Regions from separate parts of the Mus musculus genome. Here regions 1 and 2 are each linked to region 3. The links are chromatin contacts, called in public Hi-C and promoter capture Hi-C maps. All regions are on one chromosome and are shown on one strand. Each heading gives the region's core, a stretch centred on a gene start, on an enhancer-like site or on the middle of the called end of the contact. The rest is flanking DNA. Distances are from core to core; before and after follow the strand shown.

Region 1 (3,923 bases), core at 338-2,837, 190 kb after region 3:
CAGGGCTCATTAACAGTTATAGCCCCTTAGGAAGGGGTGGAGCCTCATGGGCACCTCCCCTATTCTTGATGGAATGTTTCGGGGCCCAGTCTTGTGCAGACATCCATAGCAACTGTGTACTTGTGATCAAAATGACAAGGTCACACATAGATGGCAGCATTTCCTGACAGTCTTCCATGTCCTCTGGCTCCGGAATTCTTTCCACCTTACCTTTCTTTCTTTTGTTCCTTATTTGCTTGTTTCCCTTTTATGTCTTTTGCCAAAGCCTTGCTTTGTAGTCCTGGATGACCTTAAACTCCCAATTGCAGTCCTGCCTATACCCCCAAGTGCTTGAATAAAGGCATCTAGCCAGTGATTTTTAAATTGAGCGTAAGTGTTTTCGACGTGGAATTGGTAGTGCTGTTTGCACAGTTATGCCTTGGCAGTGTGTGTGTGTGTGTGTGTTACACTAAAGCACATGAGTAATTATGTAGTGACAGTGAAAAATGATGTATTCACTAGGAAGGAATAGCATATAGACAGATGATCAATGGGGCTAAGTAAAATCCTATAACCCTAAACCGGAGTAGGTAGCAGCAGAATTAGCTCACAATAAATTTAATCTTAACATATTTACGTATGCATTCATGTCTCCTTGGTTCTGTCCATTAAGAAGGCCCAGAAACAAGGGCTAACGCATGGCACAGAGCTCTGGAGATGCCCATCCTCTCGCTAAATGAATCTGGAAAGCCTTGGAGAAATGCATGATGGGATGGGATCTGTAAGAAAACACTCAGAAGCTTCTAGTATAATGCCAAAAAGACTCAGCAGAACTGAGAGGCTCTGCCAGATCCTGACCAATACAGCTGTGGATGCTCGTAGCCAACCATCAGACTGAGCACAGGGACCCCAGTGGAGGAGATAGGAGAAGGACTGAAGGAGCTAAAGGTGCCTTATCTGGCATCAGTGGGAGGGGAGGCCCTTGGTCCTGTGAAAACTTGATGTCCCAATATAGAGGAATGCTAGGGTTGTGATTGCGGGAGTGGGTGGGTGGGGGAGTACCCTCATAGAAGGGGGGATGGGATAGGAAGTTTGCAGAGGGGAAACCGGGAAAGGGGGTATACCATTTGAAATGTAAACAAATAAAATATCCAATTAAAGAAAAAAAGAACAGGTTCATAAACACTAAAAAAAAAAATACATTGAATAAAAACTTTAAAGCACCAAAAATAAAAAAAAATTAAAAAATTAAAAAGATTCAGGAGAAGGCTTGAAGATACTCCCACTGGCTAAGGGAAGGTGATTTGAGCTTCAATGATGATAATGACTGAAACGGATTGAAAGACATGAAATATCCTTAAACCCACGAGTTTATAAAAATCGAAAATAAACTAGTCAGCATTGGAAGGCACAAATTAACCAAGTAATTATCTTAGAAAACGGTAAAGAGAGATAATCAAGCATCTATCTTGTTTTTCCTAAATGAACTATCCCTCAGGGTAACTGCGGGGTTGATGGAGGGAATTATCCATTTATAGATGTATTCTAGCTAATAAGTGAAGGCGGCGGGACGGAATTAGCATACGAACATCTTGCCAACTCCAATAAATTCATGGCTCTAGACAGTGAGCTTCAATGTCTGCAGCAGCACGGGCAGACAATGAACATTGCTGCCTCCTGATACCAGCAAACAGAACCACGGGTAAGTGAGCCTGCCTTTGAAAAGAATGTAACCCAAAGGGAAGCAAGCTTCTAGATCTAACACAGATCTAACCACATAGGTGTGTGTGTGTGTGTGTGTGTGTGTGTGTAGACAGGAGCAGTTCTTCTTAATATGTAACACAATAAATTCTATTAGCAGAACCCAAAGTGTGATGAACTCTCCAGGACAAATGACCCAGACCCTCCAACAGATATGATACAAAGGAAAAGATACTTTGATTGACAAGAAACCAACAAATTAAAAATTACTTAGGCATGGCATCACTTTATCACTATAGATGAACTTTAAACTTTGTTTAATTAAAAAATGTAGAGATGATATAAAGCACCATGGTATTTTGAGTCTATGTTGGTTGTTTCATAAAATTAAGGAACTTTTGATGATTTTTTATATAAATCATGGCTATAACTTTTTAAAAGACTTCTTCCCTTATAGAGGCACAGCCTATGAAGTGATAAAAATAGCTGAATCCTCTCTTCTGTAGCCTATAATGGGGTGGGAAAGAGTGGGTAAAAATTACAGAGGAAAAAGACTGGTATCCAGCTGATAATTACTGACACTGGGTGATGGGAAAGGGGGGATCTGTTATTCTATATTCTCTACTTTTGTATAAGTGTGAAACGTCTTATAATGAAAAGGGGGAGGAGATGGCAACTGACAGCCTCATAAATGCTAGATAAATAGATACCCAGCCAAATAAAAAACGATAAGAAGAGGGGACTAAGAAAACAGAGGCATGCTGTGGGCTGTAAAAAGAGTCTTTTTAAATGAATGAGCCACAAAACCCAGAGAAGTTCCATCCCATCTAAAAGTTTCATTTGTGGAAAACTTTAGAATCTAATGCTGTCATAAATGGAAATTCATTAAATTCTGTGGTTATTTTTTAAATGTCATATATATACGTATATATGTATATACACATACATATATACGTATATACATATACATGTGTATATATATGTATATATACATACACACATACACACACTCACACACACACACACACAATGTATTCAGTTTGATAATCTAGTCTGCTTTCTATTGCTTAGGCAAAAACGCTGACCAAAACCAACTTTGGGGAATAATGGGTTTATTTTAGCCCACAAGTGATAGTCCATCACTGATTGGAGTCAGGGCAGGAACTCAAGGCAAGAATATGGCTGCAGGAATGGATACAGAGACAGTGAAGGAATATTGCTTACTGGCTTGCTCTATGGCTTGCTCAGCTTGCTTTTTCATACAACAAAAGACCATCTGCTCAGGGGTAGCACCACCCACTGTGGGCAGGGCCCTCCTACATCAATTAGCAATTAAGGAAAAGCTCCACAGACGTGGCCACAGGCCAATCCATGGAGACAATTTTTCTATTGAGCATCCAACCTTCAGGTGTATCAAGTTGGCAACTAAAACTACTGGTGACATAAGCTATGACTGAGTTGGGCAGCTTCTTTAAAGAGGCCTCTTGTGTGATATCATAGCATCTCTCTGCAATATCATTGTGACTCTTATTTTACAGATAAGAATTATGAGTTTTGGGATGTTAATGGCTCCCCCAAAGCCACACAGCTGATGACACTGAAGCCCAGACAACAGAATGGGTCTCCTAGACACCTCTAGAGCGTTCTTAACCTTCCTAATGCTGTGACTTTTTAACACAGTTCTTCATGTTGTGCTGACCCCATCCATAAAATTACTTTTTTTCCTACTTCATAACTGTAATTTTGTTACTGTTACAAATCATAATGTAAATATATGATATTCAGGATATCTGATATGAGGCCCCCACCCCCAAAAGAGTCACGACTCACAAATTGAGAACTGCTGCTGTGGAGAAATTGTGTACCCACCTACCCTTGTTATCTCCTTCTGGGAAAGCTACCTGTGGGTTCTAATAAACATATCAGACAACAAAGACCCCTTCTGATCTTGAAGCAGCCAAGATTTTCTCTTTTTTGGGAGAGGGGTTGAAATGCACCCAATATCAGTAATACTTAGTACTTTAAACGCACATTATACATGTTTTTTTTTCTCTCCCTGAAAAATGGCACCCTTATCAACAAAATGCATGGCAAATGTGAAATAAGCTAACCTCCCACAATGCATTGATTCCCTTCACCCTTTCACACAGCATGCAGCATGTCATTGCTGCCTGATGTATCTGAATCATCTTATTACATTAAAGGATGCTTTTCCTTGGTATTGGGGCTTTGCTTTTGTTCCC
Region 2 (3,929 bases), core at 1,054-3,553, 180 kb before region 3:
GCTTCCTCCCTCTTCCCTCTGGCACCTTAGTTTTGTGTAGTGTTAGGTTTGAATTCACACAGGTTCATTAATGGTCTAAATATCCTAAGCAGCTAGGATTGGAGATGTGCACTACTGGCTATGTTCTTTCAATTTTGTTGGATGAAACAATCATAGGAATATTCAATCTGTCTACCACCATGGTGCCCCAGCTTCTTGACTGTCTCTACCAGTCTCTCTTTTCCCATTTTGGTTATTTCTGTGGTCATACATCATCATTATCAACCAATGGAAAAGCCCATATGTTTTTTTCCAATTATTCAGTGTCAATGAATTTCTTTTGCCCTCTCTCCTTTCATTCAATCCTTTTACCCCAAGGGGACCTCCAGCACCCTGGTCCCCTTTGATCTGGTCTCTCTCTTCCATGCTCTCATTGTCATCTTTTGTTAGTTACATACAGGAATGAGAAAGCTTTCCCTAGAATCTTTCTTCTCACCCCCTGCTCTTCCACCTTCCCTCTCTACAGTCAGGAAACAAAGCCTAGGGGGACCCCAAGCTGGGGCTCATGTACATGAGCCTGGAGACCAGAAAGCAGAAGGCAATGGCTGTGCTTGATATGCACAATGAACCCAATCTCATGGGTCCTCCTGACAACCAGGCACCCCAGGTCACATGTGCCCATTTGACACCTTCCTCTCTCCTCTCAATCCTACCTCCTCAATTCTCCCTCACAGCTGGTAATGTGGCCTGGCCCACTTTGAGGAAAGAAAGCAGATGAAATCAAAGACCTGACAATCTCAACCTCCAGGTCTTCTACCTCACTGGGAGCTACCTTCCCTTCTCGCTCCTGAGGCCACATTAATGCCTTGATTGGGACTGTGAGTACATCCCTTTTGTTCCCTCATAGACTTTCCCCGTATACGCCTGACTATGTTACCTAGAACCATGCCTCAAATTTGATCTGAGCTAAGGCATACATTAGAATGTGAGATTATCAAAGGCCACGGTTCCAACTCACTTCAGCCACTATATCTCACTAACTCTGAAAGTAGATTTTGTGTACAGAGGCCAGTAATTGCTTCCAAATGCTGTGCTCAGGTAGCCATTTTGTGGCTTGAATGATATAAGTACTTGGGTTTTTTTGTTCTTTGTTTGTTTGGTTTTTGTTTTGTTGTATGTTTTATTTATTTATTTTTTGTTTGGGGTGGGGGGTGGAGTTAGTTCCTTAGAGTTCTGGAAGCTAGAAATCAAAGATCAAGGCCTTTCTTGCTGTGTTCTGAATGGATCATACCTTATTGCATGTGGGAGATAGAAGGGGAAGGAAGAGGAAAAAGGGAGAAGGGAGGTAGAAAGTGAGAATGAGGGAGGGGTAGAGGGGAGACATTTTGTTTGTTTGTTTGTTTGTTTGTTTGTTTGTTTTGAGGCAGGGTTTCTCTGTGTAGCCCAGGCTGTCCTGGAACTCACTCTGTAGACCAGGCTGGCCTTGAACTTGCTGATCCACCTGCCTCTGCCTCCCAAGTGCTGGGATTAAAAGCATGTGCCACCACTGCCCAGCAGGGGGGGTCATTTTATCCTGTAAGGTCATTAAGCATATCAAATTAGGACTCTCCCCATATAGGGTTAATTAATTAAGCCATTGACTATTTCATAAAAGCCCTGCCTCAAAAATAAAATCTGTGACTGAGATTAAGAGTTCTGATTTGTTTGGGATGCATATGACCTTCCAAAATTGACCTGGAAACATATATTTAACAGAGTTAAGATATCAGGACCTCAGTAAGGGCTGAGCTATGAACACTGTCTTTGAAGAGGAGTTGGGGGGTTTGCATAGGCCTGGGAGGGAAGTAGGTAGAGCCTTTCATGTTTCTGCCCTTCATTCATGAGAGGACACAGCATCCAGTCTCACCCAAGGATGCAGCAATAAGGTACCATTTTAGGAGCAAAGGGATCAGCTCTGGCCAGACATCAAATGTAACAGCACCTTGAAAATGAACTCTCCAAATGCAAACATGTGAGCAGTAAATTGTTGTTGTTTGCAATGCTACAGAGACTCGAGTGTCTTGTTATAGAAGTGCAAGCAGAATAACACACAGATGACTTCACTGAGTTTCCAAAGCTCCATGACAAAGCTAGCCAATTGTGACTCTGCACTCTGCAGCCCTGGAGACTGCAGATTTCTGCACTAAAATTGCTTTTAAAAATATTTAAAGGCTGAAAAGGGGAAAGAGGAACAAAAAGAAGAGGAAGAATCTATGCTCCTGGATGTATGCCCAGAGTTTCTCCACCCTCAGACAGACATTCTTCCCATGTGACCTCCCTGGCACGCCCTCTCCCTGCGTCATTAATACCAGGTTTCCAGCCCATTAGGGGAGCTAATACGGCACTTAGAAAGCGCTCTGGAGGTTTGTGCAGCAGAATTTTCTAAGGATCCATTTCTTCGGAGGAAAGACATTCTTTATTATCTAATAAAATAGTTATATTGTGCATCAGGAGTCCATGATTCAGCTAGCATGATTCCATTAGCGGTTACAGCCAACCTGTGCCGTTCTTCTATAGTGTACCAAATGATCTTACCCTCACATACATCCACTGCATTTTGCTGCCTTTAAAGCTAAGCAGGCCACCCAGGCTTGTCTCCTCAATGTGCCAAGCCCACGCAGCTAATAGATTCACACTGTTAAGGATGCGCTGACAAGCTAGTAGCAGAGACGCACCTCCCACTGCAGAATGTGTGAGACCTTTGGTGGCCTGTAGGAGCTCCATTGCAGGTACATGTATGCTTCCTAAGGAACATTCGAAGCAAGCTAGCTGGAGGAAGGACCAGAGAATAGCTTCACCTTGTTCCTGTTTGGATCTCATAATCAAGTCCCACCCCCATGATTGGCACTTCCTGACTGCCCCTCTTACTTAAGGCTTGGTAAGTCTGGTTTTCTCAAAAGGTAATAAAGTACAAGCTGGCCAGAGTCTTCTCTGGCCTTATCATGGAAGCTGAACCTCAGAAGACAGGATGTCTGCACAGCTGGACTGTTCTTTATATGGACATTCCCAATGACAAGTGGCATTCTTCCACTCAAGCCACCAAACAGTGTCCTAGCCACTCATGGTTTCTTTCCCTGACACAAAGGCAAGTTTTCTTGTTTTACTCTCTATTCACACAAATGTGAAGGGTGAAAGGGGCTGAGGACTGGAGCCAGGAGTGGGGAATCTGGATCATAGGCCCTCAGGAGTCTTACTCCTTGGACCTTAAGGCCAAACTTAAATTGTTCTTAAAGCCCTCATGCTCTTAGGAACCCCGACCCCCACCAGAGCAAGAAGAGAGATATTGCAACCAGTTTCATTGGCAGGGTTCCAGTGAAGGTTCCCAGAGAAGCAGCCACCAGACACTGGAGAACACTGACCATGCTAAAGTGTGTGTGTGTGTGTGTGTGTGTGTGTGTGTGTGTGTGTGAGAGAGAGAGAGAGAGAGAGAGAGAGAGAGAGAGAGAGAGAGAGAGAGAGAGAGAATAGATGGATGGTGAAGGTTTCCATGTCAAGTAGAATGGTACAAACTGTATCAAACCACTTGCCATTCATGGTCATCATTCATCTATGTTCCTTTCTTGCTGCCATGACAAATACCTGAAAAGAAGTACCTAAAAGGATGAAAGGATATTTTGGTTCACAGTTTGAGGATGTAATTCATCATGGTGGTGAAGATATGGCAGAAGAATATGAAGCAAATGTTCACATTGTGAACAGTCAGGAAATAGAGATTAGACAGGAAGAGGGGCCAGTCTATCAAACTTCAAGGCCAATCTCAAGCAATTTATCTCTTCTAGCATGATTCTACCTCCTAAAAGTCCTACAACATTCCAAAAACAGTGCCACCAATTGAAGTGTTCAAGCATCAGTCCTCTGAGGACATTTTACATTCAAGCCACAACATCATTCAACAGATGGTACACTCACTG
Region 3 (3,687 bases), core at 662-3,161:
GAAATCTGCCTACCTGTCAAAGTGTCCGTACTGGAAGAACAGACTGTTCGGACGCTCGGTTTCTATCCTTATTTTCACCAGAACAACAGCAACAGCATAGTACATTGGTCCCTTCATACAGACAACCTTTTACCATACCACTTTTAAAAAGACATTTTCATGATGAATTTTTCTGTCTTCTCAAAAAAAGAAAAAAAGAAAGAAAGAAAAAAGGAAGAAAGAAAGAAAGAAAGAAAGGAAGAAAGAAAGAAAGGGAAAAAGAAACTCCTTGAGGAAGAGGAGAGGTACGTGTTAGAAAGACACCTGTGCATAAAATCTTTTCCATTTTATGTCACCAGAAATCAATAGATTAAAAAGAATAGGAGCACCTCTTTTCCCAAATTTATCACTTGCAAATGTCAGGAGAGGCCGCTCTCAAAGTCCAGACAAGGCAAATGGAATGGCCTGCTTCCCCAATTGCCCTGTCTCCGGAGAGATCCAGGCTGCTGTGCTTTTCATACCAGCTCAGCCAACAAACCTCTAAATCAAGCTGTCTCTACTTGGGAATCTTTTTCCAACAAGGACAAAAACTCTGTTTTCAAAATATCGCCAGACAGAATTCCAAGGACCATATGTCACCCGTTCACCTGGCAGAAATCAAAAGCACGCCCTCCTCGTCAACAGTGCAGAGAATCAACAAGTTACCACTTAAGCCAAACGCTCCATCCTGCAATCTGCTACAGTCTCCCTGAGCCCACCATCATCCACCCCAATTGGGCTCCTGCGATGCTTCCCAGCTTTTGGCTACCGCGTGACCTTCTGTTCCAGACCCGCCCTCCAGATGCAGGCTCCCCAACCTGCGCTTCTCCCAGCGCTCCCAGACAGCTGTCAAAGTCTGGGGCTTGCGGGCTTCAGGTTCCCCTGATAACGCCAGCGTTCAGGAGAATCTTAGAGGATTAGAGAGGTCAAGATCAACTATAAAGACCAGAGAGGAGCTCTAGGCTCGGAGGCTCGGTCCTCCGAAGAAAAGCAGAGTGTGAGCCGCAGTAGCAACCATCACATCCCGCGCTTCTTCCGGACTCTGCCCATCTTGAGGGCGTGAGTTCCCAGGGGAGCCAGAGCCCGCGCTGCGGAGGAGCAGGAGGAGCGCCTGGGTGCGGGCAAGGCTTTCAGGAGCCTACAAGTTCCCACGCCATCCTCAAGCTGGAGTGCCAGTCCAGCTCGTCTCGCTGCTTTGAAGACGCCCCTGGTTCTTGCCCCCAAAGCAGAAGCAGACAGACACCTGCTTCACCCACTCCCCAGCCCCCGCTACAGCGCCCATGTCCTGCCTTGCTCAAAGCATCCCTGAGCCAAGCCCCGCGATGCTCCCACCCCAGCACACAGGGCCCCCAAAGTTCTCTATACTCCATAGACCTCCCCTTCTCCTTGGCGCCTGGACCCCGCCCAGAGGTTGGGCTGGAGAACCTCTTGGGTCCACAGTTTAGGGCGCACACTTCGAGGACGGTGCGCGCAGAAGCCGAAGCTGCCACAAGAAAGGGCGGGTGTTAGACGAGTAAGTCCAGGGTCTGCACCCTCGAGCCCGCCCTGCTTCCTTCCAGAAGAGGAACAAACTTCCCCAGCACCCACCTTTCGCCACGAGGAGGCGGCGCCGCCGGCTGTCTCCGCCGTCTCCACTGCCGCCGCCGCTCCCTACGCCCAGCGCCAGCAGGAGCGGCACCAAGCACAGCCTCCCCGGCAGCATCCTCGCCGCCTGAGCCGCCACCGAGCTGCAGCCGCCGCCTCCTACCGCTCGCGCCGGCCTCGCCTGCCGGTGTCCGCTGGCGTCCGCTGGTGTCCGCCGGTGCCTGCCGCGCCGCCTCCCTGGAGCTGCCGGGTGCGCTTCTGGAGCCGCCGCCGCCGCCCTCACTCACCGCCTCCGCTGCCCTTCGCCGCGTCGCTCGCTCTCCCGCAACAGCAGCACTCACTGGCGCGGACCCGGAGCGGCTCCAGCGCTCACCCCGGGACGGCCCGTGACGTCACGGAGGGAGGGAGGTGGCTCGTGCATATTCATGAGACGCGGACATCGGCGCGGGGTTGCGCGCTCCCCCGCCTCGCAGCTCCGGCCCCCAACTTTCCACAGCCATCCCCTATGCCGCTCGCTCGCGTGATCCGACTCGGTCAGGCGCCGGTTCCGGCGGGTGGAACCCATGCGGGAGGCTCCAGGGGAGCCTTAGGGCCTGGCGTCCCCCCCTGCGGCTCTCCAAACTGCAGCCCCGAGGCACTGCGAGCGCCACAACCAAGTGATCGCCCGAGGACCTTCTGTAAAGATGCAGGCGACCCTACTGTGATGCGCCCTTTGAACCGACATCCCTGCGGAGGGGCCAGGATGCTGTCTCTGTGGACCCTGCCCTTGGATATGGTCTAGGGATGGACGCTCTATGCCGCCTGGTCTGGGGAGGGCGCCAGGCGCTCACTAGAGCTGCAAAAGGCCACTGCCTCTAGGAGTTGTAGGGCAGAGATCACTTAGGACCTGCGTAGCAATGCCCGGGCTCTGTGCCATCTCAGTGAAGCAGGCACAGCCACTGCTAGAGTCAAAAGGACTAGCTAAAGTCAGAAAAGGCAACTGTCAGTCTTCAGTGGGAAGCACATTCAAACTTCTCCCTCAGAAGTTGCCACCTTTACATTGTCACTACCTAGGTAAGAGTATGCCATTTGGTATCATGCCTTCTAAAATCTCAAGCCAAGGAACACTGTCTCTGGAGGTGGGGTTCATATAGTTCTCCACCACAATACACCCCCAACCACCATCAGGCTGCCAAAGGATCAAGAAGGTTCCCAGTAAAATCAACTAACCGCTCGGAAGAAATCACTATATTTCCATAGATGTACTATTTTCTCACGATCCAAGGGTCATGTGCAGTTGAGAAATGAGGCAAAAAAAAAAAAAAAAAAAACCAAAAAACAAAAAAAAAACAAAAAACACAGAAACAAACAAAATTATCCTTTCATTCATCATCCCGTTCAAGACATTTCCTGAGCACTAAATGATTGTGGATGCCCCGTTAGGCAATGAAGGACACAAGGTCTTTGTCCCTCTTGGAGAAGCCAAAGGGGATGAAAGCAGTTAAAGTCCCCCGCTTTATGGTCCTGCACATTCTTTATGTTGCTCGATATGAGCCTGTACAAATCAATTAGCCAAATGTGTATATTGCAACACTGACTGAACAGCATCTCATAATTAATAAGTGTAGTTCGGAGTACTCAACCAAGCCATAAAATACATTAAGAGCCTTCTGCTGCCCAGCCTCCCTGTGTGGTCCTGGCAGCACACTGGGAGACTGTGGTGTTAAAAACAAACTTCAACATTTGAGACCTCAAGAGGTGCTCAACAGCTGCAAATCCTGGTGGCTGCAGGGGACTCAGCTCTTTGGCCAGCAGGTCCCCTTTAGTCCATGAAGCAACACCTGTGCTATTGTTCTTGTTTCTGGAGTAAGGTCACTCCTTTACCCAAGGTAAAGAGCTACCAAGTTCCAAGCCAACATCAAGAGACCTCTCACCCTTCTCAGATTTTAAAGTTATAATCCAGAAGGAGGTAGATGCTGACCATGCAAAGTCAGAGAAGCCAGTGAATGAGAGAAATGTAAAATCGACCCATTTTTTTATCCTTTGTGCTCCATCCCATTTGGCTGATATTTACCCCCCTTGTTTACTCAGACAAGAACCTCCTTA

What was found. Promoter capture Hi-C pulls out the DNA fragments that hold promoters and counts their contacts. A called contact is a pair of places that touch in the nucleus more often than the background predicts.
Region 1: a promoter capture Hi-C map of hippocampal neurons shows a contact between it and region 3, with 4 times the contacts expected there. The contact joins the enhancer-like site here to the promoter of Clstn2 in region 3. A contact is called at or near these places in 1 of 39 promoter capture datasets (hippocampal neurons), 4 of 484 Hi-C or Micro-C datasets (cortical neurons, embryonic stem cells, gonadal supporting cells and 1 more) and 2 of 115 datasets of contacts at active chromatin or transcription factors (forebrain and stem cell-derived neural progenitor cells).
Region 2: a Hi-C map of cortical neurons shows a contact between it and region 3, with 1.9 times the contacts expected there. The contact joins the enhancer-like site here to the promoter of Clstn2 in region 3. A contact is called at or near these places in 7 of 484 Hi-C or Micro-C datasets (cortical neurons, embryonic stem cells, nephron progenitors and 1 more), 4 of 115 datasets of contacts at active chromatin or transcription factors (embryonic forebrain, embryonic stem cells and forebrain) and 1 of 9 other capture datasets (pancreatic islet).

What each region holds. Positions count from the first base shown.
Region 1 is chr9:98,218,989-98,222,911 of GRCm38.p6, forward strand. No RefSeq gene overlaps it. Among named protein-coding and RNA genes, the nearest start is that of Nmnat3, 76 kb to the right of the region's middle. Within about 2 kb of position 1,588, at least 3 of the 459 cell types and tissues checked have an H3K27ac peak or open chromatin away from gene starts, as enhancers often do. A contact at or near this core is called in hippocampal neurons, where this site is marked.
Region 2 is chr9:97,845,973-97,849,901 of GRCm38.p6, forward strand. All of the region lies in intron 1 of Clstn2 (calsyntenin 2), which reads right to left. Among named protein-coding and RNA genes, the nearest start is that of 4921534H16Rik, 160 kb to the right of the region's middle. Within about 2 kb of position 2,304, at least 18 of the 459 cell types and tissues checked have an H3K27ac peak or open chromatin away from gene starts, as enhancers often do. A contact at or near this core is called in cortical neurons and forebrain, where this site is marked.
Region 3 is chr9:98,031,256-98,034,942 of GRCm38.p6, forward strand. Clstn2 (calsyntenin 2) reads right to left here and starts at 1,912. Exons shown (of 18, transcript NM_022319.2): 1 at 1,606-1,912. The coding sequence starts at 1,720.